Linked DNA regions of Mus musculus: all the other regions are linked to region 1. Evidence: chromatin contacts called from public ChIA-PET and HiChIP or PLAC-seq data. All regions are on one chromosome and are shown on one strand. The core of a region is the stretch at or near the end of the contact, and the rest is flanking DNA. Distances in the headings are between cores, read along the strand shown.

What was found. ChIA-PET counts read pairs in DNA pulled down with a chosen protein or histone mark. HiChIP or PLAC-seq counts read pairs in DNA pulled down with a chosen protein or histone mark.
Region 2: an H3K4me3 HiChIP or PLAC-seq map of bone marrow-derived macrophages shows a contact between it and region 1, with 4 times the contacts expected there. The contact joins two enhancer-like sites. A contact is called at or near these places in 2 of 39 promoter capture datasets (the C10 cell line and pre-B cells), 1 of 15 datasets of contacts at CTCF or cohesin (the NIH/3T3 cell line), 33 of 484 Hi-C or Micro-C datasets (the C10 cell line, the C2C12 cell line, the G1E-ER4 cell line and 20 more), 25 of 115 datasets of contacts at active chromatin or transcription factors (the 230-238 cell line, the NIH/3T3 cell line, bone marrow-derived macrophages and 16 more) and 4 of 9 other capture datasets (adipose tissue, embryonic stem cells, liver and 1 more).
Region 3: an RNA polymerase II ChIA-PET map of memory CD8 T cells shows a contact between it and region 1, with 95 read pairs. The contact joins two enhancer-like sites. A contact is called at or near these places in 2 of 484 Hi-C or Micro-C datasets (the HPC-7 cell line and cortical neurons), 6 of 115 datasets of contacts at active chromatin or transcription factors (bone marrow-derived macrophages, embryonic stem cells, extraembryonic endoderm stem cells and 2 more) and 2 of 9 other capture datasets (adipose tissue and liver).
Region 4: an H3K4me3 HiChIP or PLAC-seq map of bone marrow-derived macrophages shows a contact between it and region 1, with 2.9 times the contacts expected there. The contact joins two enhancer-like sites. A contact is called at or near these places in 5 of 39 promoter capture datasets (the C10 cell line, the HPC-7 cell line, cranial neural crest and 2 more), 11 of 115 datasets of contacts at active chromatin or transcription factors (bone marrow-derived macrophages, embryonic forebrain, embryonic stem cells and 4 more) and 1 of 9 other capture datasets (embryonic stem cells).

Annotation. Positions count from the first base shown.
Region 1 is chr4:150,551,238-150,558,280 of GRCm38.p6, forward strand. All of the region lies in intron 11 of Rere (arginine glutamic acid dipeptide (RE) repeats), which reads left to right. Among named protein-coding and RNA genes, the nearest start is that of Gm52709, 87 kb to the left of the region's middle. Within about 2 kb of position 5,359, at least 225 of the 459 cell types and tissues checked have an H3K27ac peak or open chromatin away from gene starts, as enhancers often do. A contact at or near this core is called in the G1E-ER4 cell line, the HPC-7 cell line, bone marrow-derived macrophages and 1 more, where this site is marked.
Region 2 is chr4:150,377,132-150,383,931 of GRCm38.p6, forward strand. All of the region lies in intron 1 of Rere (arginine glutamic acid dipeptide (RE) repeats), which reads left to right. Among named protein-coding and RNA genes, the nearest start is that of Gm52709, 87 kb to the right of the region's middle. Within about 2 kb of position 2,325, at least 13 of the 459 cell types and tissues checked have an H3K27ac peak or open chromatin away from gene starts, as enhancers often do. A contact at or near this core is called in the G1E-ER4 cell line and bone marrow-derived macrophages, where this site is marked.
Region 3 is chr4:150,397,380-150,404,392 of GRCm38.p6, forward strand. The region is part of intron 1 of Rere (arginine glutamic acid dipeptide (RE) repeats); the gene reads left to right. Among named protein-coding and RNA genes, the nearest start is that of Gm52709, 67 kb to the right of the region's middle. Within about 2 kb of position 1,847, at least 20 of the 459 cell types and tissues checked have an H3K27ac peak or open chromatin away from gene starts, as enhancers often do. A contact at or near this core is called in memory CD8 T cells, where this site is marked.
Region 4 is chr4:150,312,877-150,319,587 of GRCm38.p6, forward strand. All of the region lies in intron 1 of Rere (arginine glutamic acid dipeptide (RE) repeats), which reads left to right. It also overlaps the pseudogene Gm13092. Among named protein-coding and RNA genes, the nearest start is that of Rere, 34 kb to the left of the region's middle. Within about 2 kb of position 3,870, at least 32 of the 459 cell types and tissues checked have an H3K27ac peak or open chromatin away from gene starts, as enhancers often do. A contact at or near this core is called in the HPC-7 cell line and bone marrow-derived macrophages, where this site is marked.

The DNA of each region.
Region 1 (7,043 bases), core at 4,109-6,608:
TTATGTTAGGAAATGAAAAATATATTATTTTAAAGGCTGGGTTGCACAAGCCCAGGCCAGCTTCTGTAACAGGCCATAATGTTGAACTTCTGACCCTCACCTCCCATGTGCTGGGATTGTAGGCATGAATCCATCTGCCCACATCCACTACTTCCTTTTATGTATTTATTTTTATGTAGGAGTGCTCTGTCTGCACATACACCTCTGTGTCAGAAGAGAAGACCCCTTTATAGATGATCATGAGCTACCTACGGTTGCTGGGAACTGAGCTCAGGATCCCTGGAAGAGCAGTGTTCTTAACAGCTGAGCCATCATCTCTCCACCCCCCACCTCCTCACCCCACAATGCTGCTTTTTAATGTGGAGAATGCTGGGACTAGCGCTGTCCTTGGCTTGAATTCAGTAGGAAGACCAGGCAGAGAACCTGCATAGATGTTCCTGAGCCTGGACCTACTACTCTCTGCAGCTTCTCCCGGAGACTAAGAGGTGGAAAGTGGTGAAAGGCTGAACGTGGGTTTGTTTACAGTTTTGGCCATGACTGAGGACAGAAAATTCTTGCTTTCCTTGCCTTTTCTGTATTAGAATTAATAGAAAAGATGAAACAAATGTCAGGAGCAGTGCACATGTAGCTTTAACTGGAAGTTAAATCATCACAACTCCTGAAAGGAGTTAGCTTCCCTTCCAAGTTAGCCTGCGGTGTAGGATTGCCTGGAGAAGTGTGTCTGTCTGGTGGTCAGTTGTATGTCATTCTCGTGTTGTTGTACTGTCCCCTCCTGCAGTGGTCCCTGTTACACTGTCACAAGATTATAGCTATCCAGAATTCCCACACAAGGAAACTTGGAAATCAGGACAGAGGTGGTAGGTGGGTAGATAGCCAGGGTCTTCCATCAGGCAGGGGTTTTGTGGGATTAACATTAGGCTGTTCAAGGGTAAACAGGAAAGATGTTTAATTTTTGTGTTTGGTGTGGTTCCCCACAGGCTGCTTTGTTTAGAATTACAACTCACCAGAAATAGGACACAGACAGAGCCTTAGAAGGTCTGTGGATGAAATGTTCACGGTCTCACCTGTGATGCTGGTAGACAGGTGAGGACCACTGCTAAGGCCTGAGCAAGGGCAGTGGGTGCACTACCTAGATGGCAGAGTGGAATTGCTGCCCTGGGATTGGAAGCACTAAGGAATGCTATATGGATCTTAATGAGAGGAAGAGGAGGTCGGGGAGCAGAGGACATTGGCACATTTGTAGAGGACAATGCAGGCCAAAGTTGTGGTGGTACAAATAGCCATTTAGAGTTTCTACAGTGGTGTCTCTGGCTGGGAATAAGAATAGTCTGAGATATGTTGGAGGATCAAAGGTGGGAAATATGTACAGTTGCTCATCACCTTGGTCCCTTGACAGGGGCATAGCAGTGCTGTTGTTGATGAGAATGTGCAGCTGGCAAGGTAACCTGATTGCTCCAGACCTTCCTAACTCGGGGAAACACTGAGCAGCTGGGTTGAAGGTGTGCAGGAACTTTGAGGAGGGAGGCAGGGTTGGGGAGTGGGTGGGCACGCACCTAACACTCTGAGGCATCATCCTGTTGTCCGTTTGCTTACTCACCCAGGAAGGTTAGGTCTCTGCTGTGTGGGGAGAGCATTGTCTTAACAGTGAAGTTGGGGGTAACTGTGACTTCCAAGATTGGGAAGGAATCTTACAGAAGCTGTGGGCGATGGTTTCCTGTGGACCGAGATAGGACTGAGGAAAGTGTCTGAACTTAAAATGGGACTCTATGGTAGGATTCCCTTGTCACCATGGTTTCGTTTTCTTTGAAGCTTCCTCAGTATAGTATATTTTATCAAAAAGTCTGAAAGGCCTAAGATAAACAAAAAAAGACAAAGAGGAGCCTAATGTGTGGATGATTCGCTTCCTTCTGTGAAAGGAAGCAAATCTCTCTCCTTTTTTAAGCCCAGAGAGAATTTTTTTTTTTTCTGCTCTTAGCAGATTAGATCTTTTTTTTTTTTTTTTTCTTTTTGAGACAGGGTTTCTCTGTGTAGCCCTGGCCGTCCTGGAACTCACTTTGTAGACCAGGCTGGCCTCGAACTCAGAAATCCGCCTGCCCTGCCTCCCAAGTGCTGGGATTAAAGGCGTGCGCCACCACGCCCGGCTAGCAGATTAGATCTTAGTGCATGAGCCACAATGTCCGACTGCCTGCCCTCTGAGCACCCTGTGAGACTGGTGTCCTGTTCATCTTTGGTCTGTGATTTCCTCCAGAGTAAGAAACTTGTCTCACCACTCAGTTGTCTCCTTTCTGACTCATGGAGCCAGCCTCTCGGGGTGTGTGACTGCTTAAAGCACAAAAAGCAAAAGTCAAATAGCCTTGATTTCTGGGAGTCAGTGCCTTGGACTCCTTTCTCTCAGGACAGGGACTAATTCGACAGTTCGGCTCTAAGTACCTAGGAAGGAAATGCCACTGAACTGACAGTTACTAAATGGCTGTCAGGACAAGGTTTCTGGCAGACATGACAACCTCAACAGAAGGGGGTGATACTGTAAGGACAGAAGTCAGAATGTGGGAAGGTCCCCTGAGGCCAGCACAGAGGAAGATGCAATGCTGGGACTAGCTCTGGAGCCCTCACTGGCTCTACAGAGTTAATCCAGAGTGTGCTGAGTCTAGTTGATACGGACAGTGCTTGCTTGGTACTCCAGAGAATTTCCATGTCTCTCTTCAGTTGGTACAAAGTAAAACAAAACTTAAAAAAAAAAATTGTCCCAACCCCCACCAGGCATGGTAGCACTACTGTAATCACCAGCATTTAGAAACCAGAGCCAGGTGACCTAGGCCAGCACGCTATCTCAAAAGAACACAGTGCAGAAGCTGCATGTGAAGCATCTAGAAGAAGGTCCCTGCAACCATTCACACTGACCATTTTAGTCTCTCATGCAGCCCAGGCTGGAGGTTTCGAACTCTGTTCCTCCTGTCTCACCCTCCAGTGTAACCAATACTTCTTGTGTGCTAGACAACACTCCACTCGCTGAGCCATATCACTAGCCATCTGGCAGTTGTCGTTGTGTGTCTTGTTTGTTTGCTTTGTGTGTTTTTGTGTGTATGTGGTTTTTTTTTTTTATCATGAGGATGTCATTTCCAATGTACAAATGTTGACATTTAAAATAAAATGGGTGTCTAGAGAACTCCTCGGTGGTTAAGAGTACTTAATGTCTTACAGGGGACCCTGGTTTAGTTCCCAGCACCAAATGGTGGCTCACAATGTCTGTTAGCTCCAGTCTAGGAGTTCCTATGCTCTCTATGCCTCCAGAAGTCCCAGGAACATGGTGCGCAGACATAAGGCAAACTAAAACTCATCCATCATACACATTCCCAAGTGCGTGTCATCGCTGCCTGGTGAATGCGGTGGACTTTCTAAAAATTAGCTCTTAGATGAACATTAGCATGAGGTGATGTTCTGCTCATTCCCGTTTGTCAGTTATTTGTAGATGTCAGTGCCAGGAAGCCATGCTTACGTGAATAAACAGATGGAAATTAAGGGTTGCCAGCACCACTGATTTACCTGAGTTCCTTCCATAATAATGCCCAAAGTATGATCTGTTGTTGGGTTCTGTTTTCAGTTGCCTAACAAATGGTATTTCATCAAAACTTCAATTAGGTTGAAAACAGAATTAAAAAGTATCTAAAGCCGGGTGTGGTGGCACACGCACACCTTTAATCCCAGCACTCGGGAGGCAGAGGCAAGTGGATTTCTGAGTTCGAGGCCAGCCTGGTCTACAGAGTGAGTTCCAGGACAGCCAGGGCTACACAGAGAAACCCTGTCCCAGAAAACAACAACAACAACAAAAAGTATCCAACTTAGCCCTGGGGCCTTGAATTGTGCTCTATGCAGTGCCCTGAGAGCACCAAAGCTTCCTCCTAAGAGAAGAGGGGAGGGAAGAAAGCCGGAGGTGGTGAAGCACACTCTAATCTCAGGAGCAGAGGCCAGTGGATCTCTAGGAGTTCAAGCCAGATTGAGTTCCAGGAAAGCCAAGGCTACACAGAGAAACCCTGTCTCAATAATAAAAACAGACAACAACAGAAACAAATAAATAGAGATGAGAAGGAAAGGTAGATACCGGCCCTCTCTGACAGATGAATCCTACGAAAGCTGAGGGTTTGGAAATGGATTCCCTAAGAACTATTTGAATCATCAGTCTGGTCCCCAGGAGAGTCCTGGAGACCTGGTAGGATATGGGTTGGTAGTATAAAGAGAGGGTCATCCTGGGCGCCCAAGCATGAACTGGCTGACATTGCTTTGATAGAATACTTCTGCCCTTGTACTCTGAAGCCCATGTTGTGAGCTCACACTGAAAAAAAATGCACACCACCACCTCTTCCCTATAGCAGACCCTCAGGTAGTTTTGCTCTTTATTGTTAATGTAGCACACACACCACTCCAGCACACCTTTTAAAATGTTCAGGTGCCGGGCGTGGTGGCGCACGCCTTTAATCCCAGTACTTAGGAGGCAGAGGCAGGCAGATTTCTGAGTTTGAGGCCAGCTTGGTCTACAAAGTGAGTTCCAGGACACCCAAGGCTACACAGAGAAACCCTGTCTAGAAAAATCAAAAAAGAAAAAAAAGGAAAAAATGTTTAGGTGGAGCTGGAGAAATGTCTTGCTGGTAAGACTTGGCCACTCTCAAGAGGCCCTGGCTTCAGTTCCCAGTACCCACATTGCTGTGGACAGGAGCCTGTAAGTCTAGTTCTAAGGTATATGACACCATCTTCTGGCCTTCTCAGGGACTGCACAAATGCAGTGCACTACATACATGCAGGCAAACACTTAATATACATAAAAATAAACTTTAAAAATGTTTTAGTGATGGAATTTCATTATCACTGGCTCCCTCTGAAGTCCCATGTATTTAGGCAAACACAAACTGTTTTTTAGGAGACTTAGGTTGGCCAGAATGACAAAGTATCTATGGCATAAAACAGATTAAGAATTGCCCCTTGTTTCTGGAACATTCAAGATGTCAGGTTCAATGCCATGGCCTCAGAGTTGGTACTTATTATACCTGTGGGCGCCGTGTGTGCTGGCTTAGGACACAGACCCTAGGGGCTGCGCATGCTTCCTTAGACTCTTGTGTCTCAAACTGGTCAAATCAACATTATCCTAAGAATAGAATGCATTCTGATAATCCAGGTCACAGTTAAGCATTTGGGAGTCCAGTTGGAACCACCAGCACGTGTGGCTTCCAGGAGGTCCTTGATCAACCCTGAAGAGGAAGGACACTCTTGTTGTCTCTAAGCCACAGTGAACAGTTGAAGAGTTTCTTGGTTTTTATCAAGCAGTTGTGACTTCCCCTGTAACGTAGTTGTCTGGGTTGTTCCTTTAACGTCCTCCTCCATCAGTCGCTGTTCTCCTTCCGGTGCTTCTCTGGCTGCTGATTTCCTCTGCGCACCAGGTCCCCTGACTTGAAATGACAAGGCCGCATTTAGCTCAGGTTTCTCAAACGCTGCGACTTCATCTCGTTTACAGTATCACATTTCTGTTGCAGTACACTGTGTGATCTGGGCCTCCCCACAGCATTTTAACAATTGGTAATTGGGCAGGAAGTATGTTTTTATTACAGGGGCCTTTTGATTTTGATTTTACAGTCATGTCGTGTTTAGCAGAGAGCAGGAGGTGGGCAAGTAGTGCTCTGAAACACATTTGTGACAGAGAGAAGTCTGTTGTTTCAGCCACTTGGCTATCTGTCAGCTCTTCTCAGACTTCCCCCTTGTGCTGGTTGCCTGGCAACCTGGGGCTGGAGCAATCAAACCGTGGCCAGTGCTTTTCCAAGCCCAGATTGGGAGATGATTTATTGGTGAAACTGTAAGCACCGTAAACCAAGCCTTAGAAATGGATCTCTCTTCCCCTCCCCCTCTCGGTTTATAGGAACGACGTTGCGAAAAGATAAAAGAAGGAAGTTAATTGGAGGATTTTTATCACACATACACACAGAAAAGAATAAAATTAGGTCCTTGTTGTGTCCACATATTGTTATTGGAACTTCTTCCTTTATTGCTTTCTTTTTTTTCTCTCTCCTTTTTTTTTTTTTTTTCCTTCGAGACAGGGTTTCTCTGTGTAGCCCTGGCTGTCCTGGAACTCACTCTGTAGACCAGGCTGGCCTGGAACTCAGAAATCTGCCTGCCTCTGCCTCCCAAGTGCTGGGTTTAAAGGTGTGCACCACCACTGCCCAGCTGGTGGGTCTCTTTCAAGCGTGTGCACAGTATGTGTCTGTGTGAGCACAGTATGTGTCTGTGTGAGCACAATATGTGTCTGTGTGAGCACAATATGTGTCTGTGTGAGCACAATATGTGTCTGTGTGAGCCTATTATAGAAGACAGGGCTTCTGATTGTTCTTTCTGAACACGCCCAGGCTCCCCACTTTCTGCTTCTGCCCATGCTGCCTTTTCTCCCATCCCCCACATTACCTCCACTTTTCTTTTTTGAGATAATCTTTCAGTGTAGCTAGCCTAGCCTTGAACAGCTGTCTTGCCTTCACCAGCAAAATGCCAGAAGTAATGGGTGCCCCCTGCTCCTAACTAAAGTCACTCTAGCAAGATGGATTTTCCTGCCAAAATGAAACTCCACAGCTCTTATGACAGTATCTCCTTCCTAACCTCAGATACCTTCTCCAACAAACAAGTGCAGGGAACCATGTTCTGCATCAGAAGGGAGGAGGGGGCAGAAAAGTCTCAGCTTGCAGCTCAGTGTGTCCAACTGTGAATGCAAATGCATTAGTAGTGTGTTTGTATCCCTTTTAAGCAGATAGAGCTGATCTGTTTGTGTGTGTGATTTACACACAGCTGTGTTCATGTTCCCTCAGTATCAATATTTTTAGCAAAAGTGAGGTATCATGGGAGCACTGTTGTTCTGAACAGAAACCAGCAGGGCAGCCTTGTGATTGGCTCATACCAGCTTTCTATCTAGAAGCCTCCCTTTAGGGACTTGCCTGAGTGTGATAGCCATCATTCACGGGGGCAGAGTGAGCAAACACAGTGCCTGTGGTGGGTAGGAGACAGTGACTGCTGGT
Region 2 (6,800 bases), core at 1,075-3,574, 180 kb before region 1:
ATAGCTTTTCCCCTTATGTTAAACAGAGGCTGTTTAACTACATAGTATGATCCTAGCCACATACCAGTGCTTACTCAGCATGGTAAGAAGAAGTGGTGGTTACCTTTCTCTGGACAGTAGGAGTGTAGATAATTCCATTTCCTTTGTGTTACTCTTTTTTGCCATGAATTATTTAGTCCTTGTAGGTATAAGAGAGATCCATGTCAAAGCCAGGAAACTGTGGCATCAAGAGGCAAGAGGTTGAACAGTTTGGCTAGGATTCCAGATTCCTCAGCCTCTGATTTTTTTTTTTTTAAGAAGTTACATTTATTGTATTATCAATTAGTTTTATTTAATGGGTGTTTGTATATATGCAGCAACACATGGAAGTCAGAGGATAACTTATGGAAGTTAGTTCTTGAATTCCACCATGTAGCTAGAATTCAGATTATCAATCAGGCTTGCTGGCAAGTACTCTTAGTTGCCCTCTGATCTTCAGAACTCGGTCATTTCTCGAGTCAAGCAACTCAGTTTGTGCCTCAAAGGCTTTATGATCAGCCATTTCTACAGTCTCGCATTGATGTCAACTTTGATTGCAGTATTTTTGTTGTACAAATGCAAAGAGGACTTGTAGCTACATCTCATTAACCATTCCTGAAACTGTTGGTTCCTAATGTTTCATTAAAAGTTCTGTGATGAGACAATTAGGCTAATTAGGTTTCCTTGAAGATAACTGAAGTTGAAGAAAAATCACATAACATTTATATAAAGTATTTAAAACATTCCATCAGGTACAACGAAGAAGGATAGGTTGGTGTTTTTTGTTTTTGTTTTTTTTGCAAATCCTTATTTTTAAGTGTGTGTGTGTGTGTGTGTGTGTACGTTACACATGTCACAGAGCATGTGTGGAGGTCAGAGGACAATGTTCAGGAGTTGTTCTCTATATACTGTGTGGTCCTAGGAGACGCTCATCAGACTTGGTGGCATGGTACCTTTACCTGCTGAACCATCCTGATGGCCTCTATACTCCTAGTCTGTTTGAAGTGGATGCTTGTAGTTGATAAAGGATGAGTAGTGCACACTCTTAGAAGTGAGAGGTTCGGCCTCAGAGCTGGAACAAAAGGATGCTAGCAAGAGAAACTGAAGTTTAATACTGCTACCTGCTTAGTACATTAGAAGGGCTGTAAAATTTTATGGTGGTTATATGTCAGCCATGTTTGGGTTTGGTGGGTAAAATTAGGCAATGACTATAAGTAACTTTAGAAAGAAACATTTTAATTTTGATAATTGTAAGTTCTCTGTGGATATTTTAAAGAATTTGTGGTATGTTTAGATCTTGATGTGAAAGCCAAGTGTTCATGCCATTAGCATTTGCACTCATTGCTCAGTTCTGCAGCAAACAGACCTGTTTCTTACATCTTGCTTTTCCAAAGCCAGTGAGCTCCTAGTGATCTGGGTATTAAAGGTGGTAGTTTCTTTGTGGCTGCTGAGCTTTAAAAGAGTAAAAGAGAGCACACACTCACCGTGCATTTGCCACACTGTCAAGTCAGCACACTCCAGTGGTGTGTGCTGCTGTGTTCACAGCTGCTTTTACCACGAAGCCACCGGATTATCTGCTAATAATTTAAAAATAGATGGGTGGAAACAGGTCTCTGCTGGGCTTGAGTGTCAGCATCAGAAGTGAATTGTATGCCTTTGAATAAAATGACAATTGAAGTTATGCCCTGTAACACGGTCTTTAGGACTTCTCAGACCAATTTATTCTGTGCATAAAGAACAGGAGGAGTTGATTAGGATCTTTTTATATGACCAAGGTTGGAGAAATTTTCATTGTATGGGTATGGGTGTTTTGCCTGCATTATGTCTGTGTAGCACATGTGTGTCTGTGCCTGAGGAGGCCAGAAGATCATCAGATCCCTTGGAACTAAAGTTAGAGCCGATTGTCTGATGCCATGTATGTACTGGGATTCAAAACTGGGTCCTCTGCAAGTGTACCCAACTGCTGAGCCACCTTTGCAGCCCTGGAAAGGTGGGTCATTCAATTTACTCATTAGTCTTTTCCTTTTAAACATTGAAACGTATCATATGTAGTTGGCATGTCATGCATATGTAGTATGTAGTGAACTTTTTGGAGTTTTTTGGTATCACCAACCAGCCAACAAAGACAAAAAATTAAATTTCTGTCTTGGTTTCTTTTTATATTGCTATGATAAAAATATTTGGCCAAAACAAGGGAGCAGGTTTACTTTGGCTCGAAGTTCCAGGTTGCAGACTGCCATGGTGGGGACAACAGAGCTGCATAAGCTTAAGCTTAGAGACCTGGTGATGTGACCTCAGTCATGAGGCAGAGAGAGGGGAAGACCAAGGCAAACAGCTGCTCAGCTAGCTCCCTTTCCCCGTTTACACAGCACCGAGTCTCAGCCGGGGAAGGGCGCTGCCCGCAGGTCTGATTGTCAGGTTGATAGTGAACACTAGTACAGTGTCCAAATCTTTCTTCAAAATGAGTGCTTTTTTTTTTCTATTATGAAAATTTAACAAGTATTTTTGGAAGGGGCTCAAATTAATAAATCTCTTAAATTATACCTATTAGTATTTGCTTAGTAAAAAATGAACAGTTTAGGGCCAGCTATAGTGGTGTGCATGCACCTTTAGAGTACTTTGGAGGCAGAGGCAGGTGAATCTCTGTGGTTTAAAGCCAGCCTCGTTCACATAGTGAGTTTCAGGCCAGCCAGGACTAGTAATAAATCAGTGGAGGAAAATGAGAGAACAGACCCAGCTTGACCTCAGAATGGTGAGAGCAGCTTTTTCAGCTGAGAGGACTGTACCATAGTCCTTGTTCGAGGGTATGGGATGTGTCATGTGTCATGTCATGTGCTCATGGCCTTGAGAGGCCCAGAAATTGCCTTTCTGAACTGTAGGGTGGAAAGATAAATCAGGTTCTTGGTTTCTATGATCTCAGAGGTCCAGGAAGTGTAGTGGGGGTTGGCTGCTTTCTAAAATTCCATGGGTGGCAGGAATCTTGAAGCCTTGGGCCTGTTTTGGGCTATGATTTTGGGGTGGGGTATTTTCTTTAGTAAGATGCTGTTTCAAAAACAAACGAACAAACAAACAAAAACAATAAAACGAACAGTTTTTCCAAAAGAAAGAGTTTATTCTGGGATTATCATTCCAGAGAAATAAAGAATCCATTGTTGACATAACAGGGAAGCAAGGGAGCAGTTAACTACAGCAGCAGGAACACCTAAGAGCTCACATCTCTAACCTAAGCATTAAGCAGAGACTGAGACTTTAAATACCACTGTAACAGTCTGTGCGGTAGGGACGATATACTTATTGTCTGCTTTGTAACATTTTAATCACTACTGTGGTGTCTGTGTCAACGGGGCTGAGACACCAGACTTCTGCAGCAGCCTCCTCTCCCTCCACCCTCCAGCCATTGAGCTCCTCCATGCACCTGCTTGTTGAAATAGCTCTCACTGTACTGACTCTCACTGTACTGGCTCTAGTGCAGAGGATGATCTCGAACCCCTTGCACTTCTGTTTGCTGAGTGCACCACGTCTTTCTATGTTAGAGAAATGTCTGGCTCTGCTTGTTTAGAGCTTTTTGACTTTTCATTGATCCAGCTTTTGTCAGAATTTCGTTATCACACTAATTGTGTTTAGTTAGTTGCCAGAGCCTTGTTTGCTTTATTTTATTTTATTTTTTTGAATTTTTTTGATTTTTTGATTTTTTGATTTATTTATTTATTTATTTATTGAATTTTTTTGAGTCCTGGTTGGCCTGGAACTCCCTATGAAGACCAAGTTGTCTTTAAACATGTGATCCCTCTGGTGGGCCTTCCAAACAGTAGGTTGTGCTCAGTCTCTCTTGTGTGTGCACATGCACCCTGCCCCCAGATTTATTTATTTAATATATGTGATTACACTGTTGCTGTCTTCACATACTCTAGAAGAGGACATGGCAGATGGTTGTGAGCCACCATGTGGTTGCTGGGAATTGAACTCAGGACCTCTGGAAGAGCAGCCTGTGCTCTTGACTGCTGAGCGGTCTCTCTAGCTGGTGCATGCACTCTTGCTCACTCCTCCCCATCTCCTTTCTCCTCTTATCCCAGGTAAAGCACTGAGTGAATTGTCTTTTCAGCCCAGGTTCTTTGTTTTTCTTCAGAGGCATCTTTGAGTATTTCTGTAGGGTGTGGCTCATGTCCTGGAACATAGTATATAACCGTTTGGATGCATACCCACTGCTTGTAGTTGCTGGCTTATGGAGCCATGGTGGCCCAGCCTTAAACCTGTCATTCAGAACCAACGGTGAGCCCTAAATCTGAGCTTGAATTATGAGGAAGGTTTTGTAGTTTTTGTTTTTGTTTTTTGTTTTTAAGATTTACTTATGGGGCTGGCGAGATGGCTCAGTGGGTAAGAGCACCCGACTGCTCTTCCGAAGGTCTGAAGTTCAAATCCCAGCAACCACATGGTGGCTCACAACCACCTGTAATGAGATCTGATGCCCTCTTCTGGTGTGTCTGAAGACAGCTACGGTGTACTTACATTAAATAAATAAATAAATAAATAAATCTTAGAGAAAAAAAAAAGATTTACTTATTTATGTATTTTACAAAAATGAGTACTCTACTAGTATGTATAGCTCTATGCCAGAAGAAAGCATCAGACAGAAGAGGGCATCAGGTCCCGTTACAGATGGTTGTGAGCTACCGTGTGGTTGCTGGGAATTGAATTCGGGACCTAGAAGAGCAGCCAGTGCTCTCACCCACTGAGCCAGCTCTCCAGCTCTGGTGTTGTAATTCCTATTTCTGTCAGGTTTGCTTTACTTGAATCTTCTGTAGCCCCTGATTTGTTGAGACTTGTAAAACACTTTATGTGTGGGATTATTTGTTTGGGGGTGGGGAGTGGCCCATAGGCTACTGTGCCTTTGCATCTTTTGGTACAGAAGGATCTCACCTCCTGAACTAAAGGGCTTAGCCTCCTTGAAACTGATCCTGTAAGGCGAGGTATAGAATGAACCTCAGTGTAGGTTTATGTACCACCTCATCCCTGCTTTCATCTTATTCTCCTCCTTGCCCTGCAGTTTTTCTGTGTCAAGGAAAAGAGAAGCTTTGTAATACAGTGGAGGATGGATGCAACAGTGGATTCTCATCTTTATACCAAGCTTACTTTTCAAAGGGGAAATGGAACATTGTAGAGTAGTACCCTAGATAACCCTTAGCCACTGCTATTGGCCCAGTGCCTTTATTGATCTGAAATTTTATTTTCTGTTTCGTGAACTTCAGTAAGAAGCATTTAAGCATATTTAAAGTAAATCATTTTCATTTCTTTTAACCTTCCCTACCTCCCCGTAGATGGATGCAGATATAAATAAATACAAAGATTTCATTTCTGCCAAAGACAGTCAAGAGTTTGTGTAGGCAGATACTACGTATTAAACTGTGTTCTGCAGTTCAGGCTGTCCAGATCTAGCCCCTAACTTGATGTTGTGGTGGGATCAGTAAAGACAGGAAGGGGAAAGGGGCGCAGGGAGAGCAGCTGCCACTCCTGAGAGACTGAGCTAACCCCTGTGCTCTGAGGACAGAGCCAGGAAACACCCATATGCAGGCTCTCACTGGAGACCTAAGTGAAATGAGTTTCTGTTTTGAAAGCCATCAGCCTACAGCATTCTGTTGTAGCAGCTGGAGTTGATGAGTGTGGAGCACATCGTATAGAGTTAATACACAAGGCCCCCAGTAGCTTATGATGGACACTGAGCTTTTGGAGAGTGAAATAGACATTGCATTTCTGTTGGGAGAAGTCGTTATATCTACTGAACAGCCTTCACTGAACTCTGTTTCAGGCCTCACGATTGCCTTGTGAAGGAAGCAGGGTATAGTTGTTTTCTGTGGTTTCCAACTAAAAGCTGTGGACCATGAGATCCCTCTGCAGGTAAAGCCTTTTGCCGCCAAGCTGGATGATGGCGTTCCTTTTTCAGGCTCCACGGGGTGGGAAGGAAAGAACAACCTACAAGCTGTCCTTTGACCTTTGTGTTTATGTGCACACATGTAAACACACTTGTACACACATGCACACAAAGAAAACATGAAGAAAATAAGAAGAGGATAAAATCCAGGTCTGGAGAGGTCTGTTGATTGGTTGCCCTGTACACCACTTTTGCAGGCGGCTAACCTCCAAGAGGTGCGCTTTCTGACTTTTCTACCCATTGTTGGTCCCTCACGGGGGATTCCATGTTTGCCATTCTTTTAATTCCTTTGGTTAGAAGAACGAAACATTTGTTTTTAGGCATTGTAGTTGTCACCTGTTTAGGGAGGAGACATCTGTGACAGTTCTCATGGGAAATGTACTTGTAGTGATGGAGACACTGGATTTATCATTCATGGAAAAAATAGGAACATAAACTCTTTGATCTGACAGTTTTGAAATATATAGATTCCTTGAGGTGTCATAATTATAAGAAATGTGATATTTGAATTAGACTCGAGACACTTTTTATTTTTATTTTTTTCAGGTGTTGAGTATTGCCAATGAGTGGTGGGTGTGGGAATGTCTGCTGCTACGTGATCCTTATTCACTAAGGGTGATTTAAGGGCATTTCTTCAAGTAGATAAAGCTTGATTTTTTTTAAAAAAAGATTTTATTTATTTATTGTATGTAAGTACACTGTAGCTGTCTTCAGATCTCATTATAGGTGGTTGTGAGCCACCATGTGGTTGCTGGGATTTGAACTCAAGATCTCCAGAAGAGCAGTCAGTGCTCTTAACCGCCGAGCCATCTCACTAGTCCCCAAAACTTGATTGTTAGAAGATAGAAAGTTTAAG
Region 3 (7,013 bases), core at 597-3,096, 160 kb before region 1:
CTGAGACAGCTGTATAATTACTGTTGCAGGCAGTTCAGTTTATTTTAGAGAACAAAGAACATGGCACATTAGAGTGTTTGTAATGCTGTTGCCCCTCCCCCACAGCTAGCGGAACAAGGAAGTAATGGTGTTAGGTCTATGGATTCCATATTAGTCAGGCATAATTTTGAGTAAAACAACACAGGTATTTAAGTTCTCATTTGTGGGCAAATTTGTTTCCCAGAGATTATGTGGTGATATCTGGAGAGGTTTTTCTTTTTGTAATGCTGATCAGAACTTGGGGTTGTGCTAGCAGAACCTAAATGGGTATAGACCGCGACTGCTCCTACACATCCAGTATGCACAGCGCACCCCCTCCCACGTACACACAAAGACATATCTAGCTCCAGTTGTTGAAGGCACCACTGTAGAAAAACTTTCCTTTACACTGAACTGTGAATTTTTCTTCTTGGGCTGAATAGAATAAACAGCTATAGGCAATGTACAAAGCAACACAGGTCTGTGTGTAACGACCAAAGGCTTCCCATTTGAAGGTGTGACGTGGGGCTGGGGAGATACGGTGCTTGCTGCACGAGCCTCAGTGTTCTTGTAAGAAGCCAGGTGTGGCAGTGCGAGATCCAGTCCTAATCCTCGATCTGGGATGCAGACGGATCTTAAAGTTTACTGCCTTGCTGGTCTTGCTGAGTCAGTGAGCTCCAGGTTCAGTGAGAGAGCTTGTCCCAAAAATACGGTAGAGATCAACTAAAGAAGACACATGATGCCAGTTTCTGGTCTCCATGTGTACTGACATGGAACATGTGTATACACACAGACACACAAATGTACACACACATGTGCATGTACACACATATACAAAACCTTCGAGGTTTTAAATTTTTTATTGGAAATATGCTAGGACATTTCATCCTCGAACGTTTCTGCTTCAGTTTACGATGATAAAATCGTTCCACTGTCTTCAGTTTTATTCATGTGTATGAGGGTTTTGTCTGCATGTATGTCTGTCCGCCGTGTGTATGGCTTGTGCCTAGGGAAGCCAGAGGAGAGCAGCTGATCCCCTTAAGCTGGAGTTACAGAAAGTTAGGAGCTGCCTGTCACGTGGGTATTGGAAATTGAGCCTGGGTTCTCTGAGAGAGTGTTCTTAACTATGGAGCTATTCTCTGGACCCTAAAATACATAGTTTTAAAATTTTAGTAGAGCTGTTAATTGTATGCTAAGGTTTGCTCTTTTATCCTTAGGGAGGAAATTAAGGTTTTCTATTTGCTACTCTATCAGACTTAGTTCTCGAAATTCTCTTAAAGCCTGTTTAGAACGTGCCATTCAGTGTCTTGCCTCCCTGTGTATGAAAGCAAAAGCTTTTGCTAAGGCTTCCTGCTACAAAGGCTCCTCTTTGCATTTGACCCCTTTGTTCTGGGCATTGACATTGGGGCCTTCAGTAAGCCCTGGATTCTGAGAATTGAGTGTACAAAACCCCCAGATTGATGGTGTTCCTGGTTACTGATCACACAGGTAGAGAATTGCTGCCTCACTGGGATGGTTAGGTTTGGCCAGATGGACCAACCTTACACCACATCAGTTTCAGATGGGAAAGTTTTCCTTCTCACCTGCTGAGTCCACATCTCAGTGTCACTTTGCAGCTTCATCAGTGACTCCTGGCATGTGTTGAGGCCTTCTCCACAGCAGGATGCTGCTTATGAGAATGCCTGATTCCTCACACTGTGAATACGAGTGTCAGAGTAACATTTCCTTCTCTGGAGTCTAAGTCATTACATTTTCTTTCTCAGGCATGTTGGTATAAAAGAGAACAGGAAAAGAAAATTGATTTCCCTTTGAAAGCAAGTCACGCAGCTATAGCAGCTCACCTGTGGCTTCCTGTTGCATGTGGGGCTGCAGCTGTTTTTCTGGCACTAAGGCCTTCTAATTCAGACTATTCATTTTTATTTTTTGAGACAGGGTCTCTAGTCCCTGCTGTTCTGGAGTTTGCTGTGTAGACTGGCTGGCCTCAAACTCAAGAGATCTGCCTGCCTACTGCCTCCCAAGTGCAGGGATTAAAGACACGTGCCACCATACCTAGCTCCCTTTGTTTTTAAATGAGAATGCTAAAACAGTTTCTAACATTTATTTTTATTACACTTAATTATGTTTATTATTTTTTTATTTTTATTTTCATTGGTGTTTTGCCTTCATGTCTGTGTGAGAGTGTCAGATCTTGGAGTTACAGACAGTGTGAGCCGCCATGTGGGTCTTGGGATTTGAACCTGGGGTCCTCTTAAAGAACAGTCAGTGTGCTTAAACACAGAGCCATCTCTCCAGTCTCCTATATTTATTTATGTATAGGTGTGTGTGTGTGTGTGTGTGTGTGTGTGTGTGTTGGTGTTGGCACGTGCATGCATGTGTGTGCGCTCATATGAATGCACAGAGGCGTCAGATAGCCTGGAGCAGGAATTATAAGCATCCTGAAGTGGGTGCTGTGACCAAACTTAGGTTCTCTAGAAGAACAGTATACACTTTTAATTGCTGAACCATCTCTCCTGTTGTTGCTCTCACACTCCATCCCTCCCACCATCGTGGCTAGCCTGAAACTCACTATATAGACAAACTTTAAAGAGATCTGCCTACCTCTGCCTCTCAAGTGCCAGGATTTAGAGCCATCATCAGGCTTGGCCTGGTATTCAACAACTTATGATGGAAAATAATCCTCACTGCCAGATAACATTGCTGGTTTTCAAAGGTTTTCTTTTTGTTTTTGTTTTTTAATTTTAATAGTCTGCAACAGCACCAGGTTTTCATTGCTCACTACATGAGATAACCTGGAATTTTGAGGCACATAATTTAAAGCAGGATAGCTTTGTGGTTAAGAGATGGACTCTGGCCAGGCATGATGGTGTACACCTTTAATCCCAGCACTTTGGATGCAGAGACGAGTGGATCTCTGTTCAAGGCTAGCCTGGTCTACATATGGTGACCCTTTCTGGAAAACAGACAAACAGAGGTAGGTGAGAGAAGGGATGGGAGTCAGGGGAGATGGGCGCTGCTGGTGGTGATTTAACCGTCTGGAAGAGCAGTTATAACCATGTACAAGGTCCTGGGTTTAATCTCAGCATCACAAGTGGGTTGTAGATGTAAGAAACATCATGTGTGTGATTTTAGTCATCTTGCTTAGCCCCTTTTTGTGCCTGCTTTGGCTGTTGTGGCATTTCTATAACAGTAACACCTATTGAATTTTATAAGGCTATAGATGTTACCACGGCATGGTTTGGTTTAGTTTACACATATTTTTCCTGCATAGTTGCTATTTATGTCTGTTTCCTCTCAGATGTATCTTGGTTCCAGTGGACTGGGGGAAGGACAGTTGATATCCTTCCTTTAACCTTTGGTGTTGATCAGAAAACTCCTAAGAAAGAATTGAGAAAATCTTTGGTGAACCTTGGGGTCACTGCTGTGGGCAGTGTACAGTCTGTGCTTGGTATGTACACCCCCTCAGCATGAGAGATGAGTGTTCTGTGAAGTTGATGATCTGTCAAATTTTTCACTTACTTTCTTGATGGTCTCCTTTGGTTTCATGCTTTACTAATGTAAAATCTAAGTTTCTTTTTTTAAAAAAAGATTTGTTTGTTTTTAATTTTATGTGTATGGATATTCTATCTGTGTGTCTGTCTGTCTACCATATAGTCCTGTGGGTGCTAGGATGAATTCCATTGTTCTTCATCTCTGAGCTATCTCTCCAAACCACCAAACCTAAGTTTCTCTCTTGAGTGCAGACACTTGTCTGTCTAGATCCTTACATGTGCGTCCTGTCTCCTCACCATGCTCAGGATGAACCCCAGGTCTACCACTGAGCTCCCAGATCTCAGACAATGGTGGCTTCATCTGCCAGTTGTTCAGGCCACATTCCTCAGCATTGTTGGTGACATCATTGTCACCGAAGTGACATCAGTTTGCTTTTATCTTAAAAACACCTAGAAAGCTGGACCTAGTAGTACAGATCTAATCCCATCTAGGAAGTCGAGGTAGAAGAGCTTAACCTAGGGCCTGGGCATCTCAGAGCCCTTTCAGAAAAACAGGAGAAGAGCACTTGAATTGTTGTTTTGTGGTAGATTGCTCATATATCATGTGCAGTGCCCCGAGTTCAGTCTCCAGAACTACAAAGATAAATACACAAAATTCTAGAAACAGATTTGAAAGTCCATAGAAATCAGACATTTTCCATTGTCTACCTCCACCATCTTGGCTATTTTAGCCTTAATCAGCCCTTGTGCTTCAAGTTTTCCTTTTTTATGGGGAGGTGATTTTTTTTTTTTTTTTTGAGGGAGGTCTTGGTGGCAGGCATGAGAGACTGGCTGCAAAGTTACAGAGATCTGCCTGCCTCTCATGTGCTTGGATTAAAGGTGTGTGCCACCACATCTGACAGGATCTTTTTTAAAAACCTAAGTATTTCATTACTATATTTGTATGCCTTCCCCTCAGCAGAGGGTTTTAGATCACAGAGAAGCTGGAGTTCCGGGAAGTTGTGAGACATGTCATGTGGGTGCTGGAAACTTAGCTCTGCTTGTTTGGAAGAGCAGCGAGCACTCTGGCTGTGACCAATGTGATCATTATTTCTTTCCTATCATATCCTTATGGGAATGCCAAGAAGAGTCAGTTCACGCCCTTGAATGACAGCCAACACTTTTACAAGGCCTCCAAAGTCTCTAATGTCTGCCAGGTCCAGCTTTCTCTGCCCCTGCCCCGAACTCTTGGAACTTCTTTTTAGCCCCTCGTTGTCTCTTGTCCTTCCAGTCTGCCTGGCCTCTTGGATTCTGACCGTGTCTGGACCAACTGATTGTGAGCACTTGCCCTTGCCTCAGAGTCCGTCGTCCTGGCCCTGTGGCTTCTTCCCTCACTATCTCATTGGAGTGTCTCAGGAGGTCATCCCAGATAGAAACGTGTCTTCATTTGCAGCCGTCCTGGTCCTCGTTGTCTTCCCACTTGAGATTGTTGAATGTGAGCATATTTGTGGTCTTCCACTTCCTGGAACATAACTTCTACCAGGGGAGAGATGCTTGTGTTTGCTGTTTCCCAGCCTCTAGAGTAGTAGGAGCAAAGGGCACACACTAGACATGTGTTCAGCCAGTTGATAGCACTTGTGATTCTGAGATGTGTTCTTCACTAGATTTTGTTTTTAATGCAGGATATACTCTGCCTGCTTCATTTGAGCAGTCGAGTTCACACGCATTGAGTATCTGCAGCATTTCTGCTAGAGACAAACACTGCTTTAAACATTCATTTATTTATTTTTGGAGGGAGAGACAGTTTGTGAGTTAGAGCTGTGTGAATTAGCAGCCCAGAGCCATGTAGGAAAAAGGGGCTCCTGTGGAAACTGTGAGCCCTGGCAGTGCCAGAGAGGCCTGGCAGTGCCGGCTGGACTCTGCTCAGCTGCAGCTGCTTCAGATCCTGCCTTTGCACTTGTTGGCAGTATGGCATTGTAGAAATGATCTCTGCTTTATTGTCTATAAAGTAGATAGGACAACTGGTCTGATACAGTTTCCTGAGCCTTTGGAAGAGTCTGATGGGGGAGGGGTATGCTTCGTGACACTCCTGTGTGTTTTCTGCTCGTAAGACGCTCCTAGTAGGGTGGTAGTGACATATCTCTTCAGTGCCATATGATTCCTCTCCGGGTTCCTGTTTTTAGATGTCACATATTGTTGTATTTACTGTCATGATTTCTGTGTTACATGTAAAGGAACGTTACCTATTACCCCCGCTGAGCTAGTTGAGAGGCAAATGCACCTAGCCATTGGATTGATTGTAGTTTCCTCACAGTTGATTGTATTGCTAATTGCTGTGTGTATGTATGCATTAGTAAGATAGAAATATATTTGTGTTCTTTGTGTGTGCACACAGGATTTTTTTATGCGCGTGGATTTTTTCTTGGAATTTTGTAAAAGCATTTGTTTTCATTGTAAATAGAGCATATAATTTTATAGTGAGTAGTAAAGTTTGAATTTATCTTTATCATCTCTGAGAATTGAAGTAACATTGTTTGTTAATTCAGTGTTTTTGGAGAAACTATCTTTAGACAAACAAAAAAAGATATGGGTGTTTTGCTAGGAGATGTGTGTGCACAGCAGTTCTGTACCTTGTCCCCGTGGAGGCCAGAAGAGCAGGAGAGAGACAATCAGGTCACTTAGGGTTAGGAGCTACCTTATGGGTGCTGAGGAGCGAGTCCGTGTCCTCTGGAAGAACAGCCCCAGTTAGTACTTTTAGATGGTTTATTTTAAGTGTGTATGTATGCCTGTGGTGGTGGTGGTGGTTCTATGCACACGCTGTTTCGGTTGCCCAAGAGGCCAGAAGACGCTACCACATCCCTGGAGCGGGGGCCTGAGTGGTTGTGAGCCACTTGGTGTGGATGCTGGGAACCTCTGGTCTTGTCAAGCAGGGAGCACTCTTAACCACTGGGCCTCTCCCTTTCCAGGCCACTGGAACAATTATTGCACTAATCAGGAAAACATTGTTTTTCTTAAACTTCAAAAGCGTTCTGCCTTACATGGTAGAATCCAAGCTGAGATCTTCTCTGTAGATGTCAAGTAGGCTTTGGGATGGTTTCAACGTCAGAGGAACGCTTTGACTGCTGGGTTTAGCTGATAGACTTCTTCCTTTTTTAAATTTTGTTTTGCTCTATTTTATTATTTTGTATGCATGGGCGTTTTGCCTGTGTTTGAGTGTCTGTGCACCACATGCTTGCCGTGCTCCAGCGGCTAGAAGAGTGCCTTGGATTCCCTGGGGACTGGACTAGTGCTACACGAGTGCTGGCGATTAGCTTGCAGTCCTCTAGAAGAGCAACTAGTGTTCTTAATCCATTGTCCCTGTTCTTGTATGATTGCCTTGCTTGGTGAGGAGCGAGGCCACAGATTTCTTTATATACTTTCACCTGGTAATGCCATCGGCCTTGTGCATAGAAGGCGATTCATCCCGTCAAAACTTTTATGAGCACTAGGATGGGTTTCCCCTCTTTTGAAATATGCTAAAAATTGAAT
Region 4 (6,711 bases), core at 2,620-5,119, 240 kb before region 1:
TGTATACCCTCTGAAAAGTCTCCAGATTTCCAAATGTCACACACTCGCAGACACTATTTGCACCTGACAAAATCATGCCCCTGCTAGAGCAGGAGGCAAATAATAGTCAGCTGCTGTGGACAGTCTGAAGCAGCCCCACATCCCACACCTGGGATTAAAACGAAACCATATTCTTACATTATTTCTGTGGTTTTTTTTTTTTAAAGAAACCAAAATTCCAGAATTCTCATTATACTGCTAGGCATGGGGCCTGCCATAAAGAGTGGTTTGTATGTACACTGAACCTCATAGGAGAAAACGAAATTTTCTTTTTTTTTAAGATTTATTTATTTATTTATTTATTTATTATATGTAAGTACACTGTAGCTGTCTTCAGACACTCCAGAAGAGGGAGTCAGATCTCGTTACGGATGGTTGTGAGCCACCATGTGGTTGCTGGGATTTGAACTCCTGACCTTTGGAAGAGCAGTCGGGTGCTCTTACCCACTGAGCCATCTCACCAGCCCCAAAACGAAATTTTCTTTTGTGAGCAGCTGTCAATTGGAGATGGCTTCTGGGTTAGAGATGGTGGCTTGTGACCACTTCTCTCAGCACTAGGACTCAGTTGTTGAGACCCCTGTAAGGCTCCGTGCATGCTGCCACAGTCTCTGCGAGCTCATACGTTCCTTGGTCCTGCTGTGTTTAGATGCCTTGTTGAGCTGGTGTCCTCCAACTCCTCTGACTCTTACACTGTTTCTGCCTCCTCTTCCACAGGGTTCCTTGAGTCCTGGGGGCAGGGATTTGGCTGAGACAGCCCAGTTAGGACTGAATGGTTCAAGGGTTCTCTCTCTTACTTTCTACTTATTGTCCAGTTGTGGGTCTGCGTATTTGTTCCTGTCTACTGTAAGAGGAAGCTTTTATGATGATGGCTAAGCAAGACACTAACCTATGAGTTTAGCAGAATATTGTTAGGAGTCATTTTATTGCCATGTTCCTTTAGCAGAACAGTAGAATTTGGTCTTCTGGTAGGTCCTTCACCTGTCTAGCTAGTCTCAAGTTCTTGGCACCTGAGCAGTGTCAGGGATGGGTTCTAATCACATGGAATGGATCTTAAATCCAATCAGATAGTGGTTGGCTACCCCCACAAACTTTGTGCCAAGATTGCTCCAGCATATCTTGTAGGCATGTCATCATTGTAGATCAGAGGGTTTATAGCTGGGTTGTTGTTGCGTTCTATCCCCTCACTCCCTCTCTGTGTGTGTGTGTGAGTGTGTGTGTGTGTGTGAGTGTGTGTGAGAGAGAGACAGACAGAGGCAGAGGCAGAGGCAGAGGCAGGCAGAGGCAGAGGCAAGGGGCAGAGGGGCAGAGAGACAGAGGCAGAGAGACAGAGGCAGAGACAGAGACAGAGACAGAGACAGAGACAGAGACAGGCAGAGGCAGAGGAGAGAAGAAAGTGCACACTTATGCCATGACTTGCATGTGGAGGTCAGAGGACAAGTTTAAGGTCTTGGTCCTCTCCACCTTTATGTAGGTTCTGGAGATTGAACTCACATTGTTAGGCTTCTATGGCAAGCACCATTACCTACTGAACCGTTTGGCCAGCCTGAGAAAGGGATTTCATCTTGATTTTGAAACTGGCAAGAGGGATACACAGAAGGTGGAGAGTTGACAGTGGCACCTGAAGTGGGTTGTTGAGGCAAGCTTGCACTTAGGCTGCGGAATTGTCTCTGCCTTTCTAAGCACCACACACATTATGTCTTCCTTTATCCTGCTTTAATGTGGGTGTTGATGAATATGTGAGTGTGGAGTAGGTTGTGGACAGGAAAGTGATGCTTGGAAAGCCTGGGATTTTCATCTAAGATTCTGCAGGAGAAGAGCGGTGTCTTCGTGAGTTTGCCTCAGGTGATACAAGATGCATGTGACAGATGTTAGTGGCTGTTTTCTTAAGGCAGTGGTTCTCAATCTGCGGTGTCCACCCCATGCGGGGTGGGTGTCGAATGACCATTTCCCACAAGGGTAGAATATTAGATGTCCTGCTTATCAGATACTTACATTACAATTCATAACAGTAGCAATATTAAAGTTATGAAGTATCAACAAACATGATTTTATGGTTGGGGTCACCATGACATAGAGAACTGTATTGAAGGGTCGAAGCATTAGGAAGGTTGAGCACTGTTGTAAGGATCTGTGGACAGTAGAAAAGTAAGCACCCTTCTTTTTTTTTTTTTTTTTTGAAAAAAAAAAAAAACCCAAATCTTTATTGTATAGAAATACATATATATATATACATATATATATATATATATAAATCCAAGATGCTATTCTCTCATTTCCCCATCTTCCTCTTCTTCTTCAACGCCTCTGATGTAGAGGACATTATTACACCTTATTAGAACTTCGCCCAGATGTCCAGACAGCGCCCCATCTATGTACTCTTCTGTATTTGCAAGCTGCATGTTCATGTAGCCATCCACGGAGACCAGGTAGCCCTTGTACTCCATGCCCCACTTAAGTTTCACCATCACTGGCTTCCCTGTCAGTCCACTGAGAAAAGGCTTGGGGTTGAGGGGTAGACTGATCACGACCACCGGCGAGCGCTGCACCCCGCTAGCCGCCGACTCCGCCGCTGCCCGCCCCTTGTGACCGGAGCGGCTGCCGCTACACCCAAGCGACCCGCGCTAAGAGAAATGGCCGACCAGTAAGCACCCTTCTGTGTAAAGTTTTGTTGACTGGCACAGAAATTTACCTTTTTGTTCATTTTAGGGAAAAATCAGTTCTTTCCCTGAATCTTGTTTTTTGGTTAGGCTGACAGCAGGGCTTGTTGTGTGTTCTCTGAGGGCGTTGTTCGCTTGTATCAGATAACCAAATTCCTGGCTGTCTAATTTGGAGCACTGCAAGAATGCTCTTGAGGGTTTTGAGCTATTGCAGAATTCACAGTCTAGGGGCTTGAGCTGAGGATCATGCATCCATGCTCTTAGCCACTGAGATCTTTATCCAGCTCCCATACTATGCACCTCTTCCTAAAAGTATAATATTTAAAGCTGGCATTGCTGACATGCACCTGCAATTCTAGCATTTGGGAGGTTACAGCAGTAGGGCACAGAATTGAGACAAGCCTAGGCTATGTGAGACTGTCTCAAAAATACAGTTCTGTTTTCAGACTGATCTGTCTAAAGCCATAAGTTTTGTTGGAGATCCAAGGCCTCGGGCATGCTGGTCAAGTGTTCTCCTACTTAGCCATACTCCTAGTTCACTACTATGAAATTTTAATGAAATGAAACATGAGAAAAGCCTTTGGTGACTTTTGATATACTATTTCTTTTTATTTCCTTAGAAAGGCAAAGAATTCCTTAGATAAGTCAATCCCCAACATAAGACTGTTTTAAATAGGTTGCAGTACAAATGTTAGCAGATAAAAGATTGATAACTTTTTCTTGATTTAGAACTTCTTCAAATTGTTGAAGTACATTTTTGGCTTCACTCAGAATAAACTTTTTGGCTTTGCTATTATCTTAACAGTAATGGAGAAAATATTTAAGTGGAAGCTCAAATATTGATAACATATAGAGAGGAAAGATCCAAAGTTACTTGCTCTAAACTTGGGCTAATTGTACTTGAAAACTTACACTAGGAACTCTTCTTTGAGGAAAGAAAGTACCAGATAATCAGAAAGTTACTGAAATGTTCCCTTAGTGGCACAGCTGAAGGGGTTTACATAGGAAGCAGTTGTAAAAACAGACTGGATGAGGTGTAGGTGACAGGGAGTGAGTACTCAGAGTGTGAGGACTCACACTGGTCGGAGGCTTACTACATCATGTGAAATGAAGCTGTTACTATTTCCCACTGAAGACTTCTCAGTAAGGGGAAGCTTAGCTGTGGGTTAGACAGTGTGGCTTTAAAGCATAGCTCTGCAATGTCATGTAGAAGCTTCTAGGTAAATGAGGAAGTCTCTGACCTTCCCTAGGCCTCAGTTTTCTCAAGTACAAGATGGGGATGATAATATCTCATAGATTTTGGAAATCAGATGAATCCATGTATGCAAAGTGTGATTGTGAGGCCAGGTACCCCAGTGCTTGTAAAATACCTAGGTGTGGGTTGGAGAGATGGCTCAGCGGTTAAGAGCACTGACTGCTCTTTCCAAAGTCCTGAGTTCAAATCCCAGCAACCACATGGTGGCTCACAACCACCCGTAATGAGATCTGACACTCTGTTCTGAAGACAGCTACAGTGTACTTACATATAATAATAAATATATCTTAAAAAACAAAACAAAACAAAACCTAAGGCTGGGCGTGGTGGTGCACGCCTTAATCCCAGTACTCGGGAGGCAGAGACAGGCGGATTTCTGAGTTCGAGGCCAGCCTGGTCTACAAAGTGAGTTCCAGGACAGCCAGGGCTATACAGAGAAACCCTGTCTCGAAAAAACAAAAACCAAAAACCAAACAAACAACAAAAAAAACCTAGTTGCTGGACTGCTCAGACATGGCAAGTTGAGACTAGAAACCACTGTGGGGCACACTGTTAAAACTGCACTGGAAAGACAGGATGAAGATTATGAGTGTGAGGCTTGAGGCTAATTCTGTCTCAAAGGGGGAAAATTATATCATGACTAAATATACGGGGATTAGATAGACAGTGAACATGATTGAATTCTATTCTTTGGGAATGATGCTATGATTTTTAGGAAAAGTAGGTGAGGATTGGATTACAGCACTACCAATAAACAACAAGTCCATGTGTATCCACTTGAGAAGGTTCATATCTGTGGTAGAGCAACTCTTACTTGACTTTTTAAAGTCATTAAAGTGAATTAATTTGTATATACGCTGTAAATAATTTGCCCAATGAAGAGAGAAATTAGGAACTGCAGAAGCAGTGCGTGTAAGCCAGAGAAAGGAAAGTGGTGTCTGAGAGAGACTGGCAAAAAACAGGACTGAGGGGATGTTCTGTTCTGTTGGCGCCGGGAACAGACTAGTCTTCAGGGCTCAGGGTTGGTAGGGTGCTATCTGTTGAAGAGTGTCTAGAATGGGTGGTCTTAGTGATGGGTATGTTGTGTCTGAGTTGTGGTGAGTCACAGAAATAGGACCTCATAGAGTTCTTGTCTCTGTTACCCTCCATGATGGCAGAACATTGTTGAGAGGAATTCTGAATAGGTGGGACTTTTAGAGATGACGGTCACCACGGATCAAGCCTTCCTGTTCTTTGGCTATCTTCTTGCCTTCAGATAACACTGATACTAAACATGTGGGCTGTTTGTAACCTGCTTTAAACAAAACCTATATTTATAGCTTAGTCTGTGAAGTGACTGAATATGTTCATTTAGGAAGCCAGAAAGCATGCTTAGAATAAAGAAGGGCTGTGGAGAGGACTCCCCAGGCAGAGGGTTTGCATGAGGACTGGAGTTCAGATCTCCAGTGCCCATGTGAAACTCGTGTAGCTGTTGTGGAGGCTTGCTGTAATCCTAGCATGGGGATGTAGAGGTGGGATCTTCAGAGCAAGCTATCTAGACTAGCCGAGCCAGTAAGCTCTAGGTCTAAGTCGGAGATCCTGTCTCAGTTTATCAGCTGGTGCGTGGTTGCGGAAGCCACCTAAGGTCAACCTTTGACTTTCACACCATTTGCCCCCCACCCCCCCAACACACACACACACACACACACACACACACACACACACACACACACACAACACACGAGCCAAAACCGTGGTGCGCAGGCCTTTAATTCCAGCACTCGGGAGGCAGAGGCAGGTGGATTTCTGAGTTCGAGGCCAGCCTGGTCTACAAAGTGAGTTCCAGAACAGCCAGGGCTACACAGAGAAACCATGTCTCGGAAAAAAAAAAAAAGAAAAGAAAAAAGAAAAAAAGAAAAAGCCAAAACCCACTAACTTAGGCAGCTATAAGCCAAGAGAGGTGGTGGCACATGGCTTTATTCCCAATCCTAAGGAGGCAGAGAGGCAAGTGGATCTCTTGAGTTTGAGGTCAGCTTGATCTGTATAGCAAGTTCAAGGCTGGGTGGGCTTCTCAAAGGAAAAAAAAAAGCATAATTAATGTTAGCTATTAGTGATAAATTCTTTGAGACTTTTTTACATGGATAGTATATATGTATATTTGAGTCATTGTGTTATTATGTATTCCCTGGTATCTTGTAAAGAAGTATAAATGTACTTTTAAAATAGATACACACTAGATATATTTTTCAGTTACTGTGTTTAGTACAACAAGAACATTAACATCTTTCAAGTTGTTAGATGTGCTTTGAGTATTGTAACGATATGTACTCTTCTGTTGTATGACTTTGCTGTACTTTGCTGGCAGAATTTAGTATCATTGAACATTCCTGACATCTGCTGTTTTCCCTACCCAGTTGTGTATTGTGTCTTTAAATTAACTTGGCTTATAATGGATGTATAGTGTGTTGGGGGCAGAAAGTGCTGAAAGTTGACAGCAGCAAAGCAAAGGCTCACTTTATTCCAGACTTGACAGAGCTCTAATTCAATAGCATGGTTGTGGTCACACATATTACTATTTTATCTGTAATCCCCCCACCCCCCCCACACACACACAGACACAGAGAAGGGCAGAAGTCTACCATGTTAGCCTGGATCTCTGTGCTTTTTAGATCAGATCTATATTGGACGTGCCTGATGCTTAACAGTTGGAATTCATTTTGTCTTGTTTACAGCAAAATATTCTTTGTTTGGCTTTGTTTTTTTTTGAGACAGGGTTTTCCT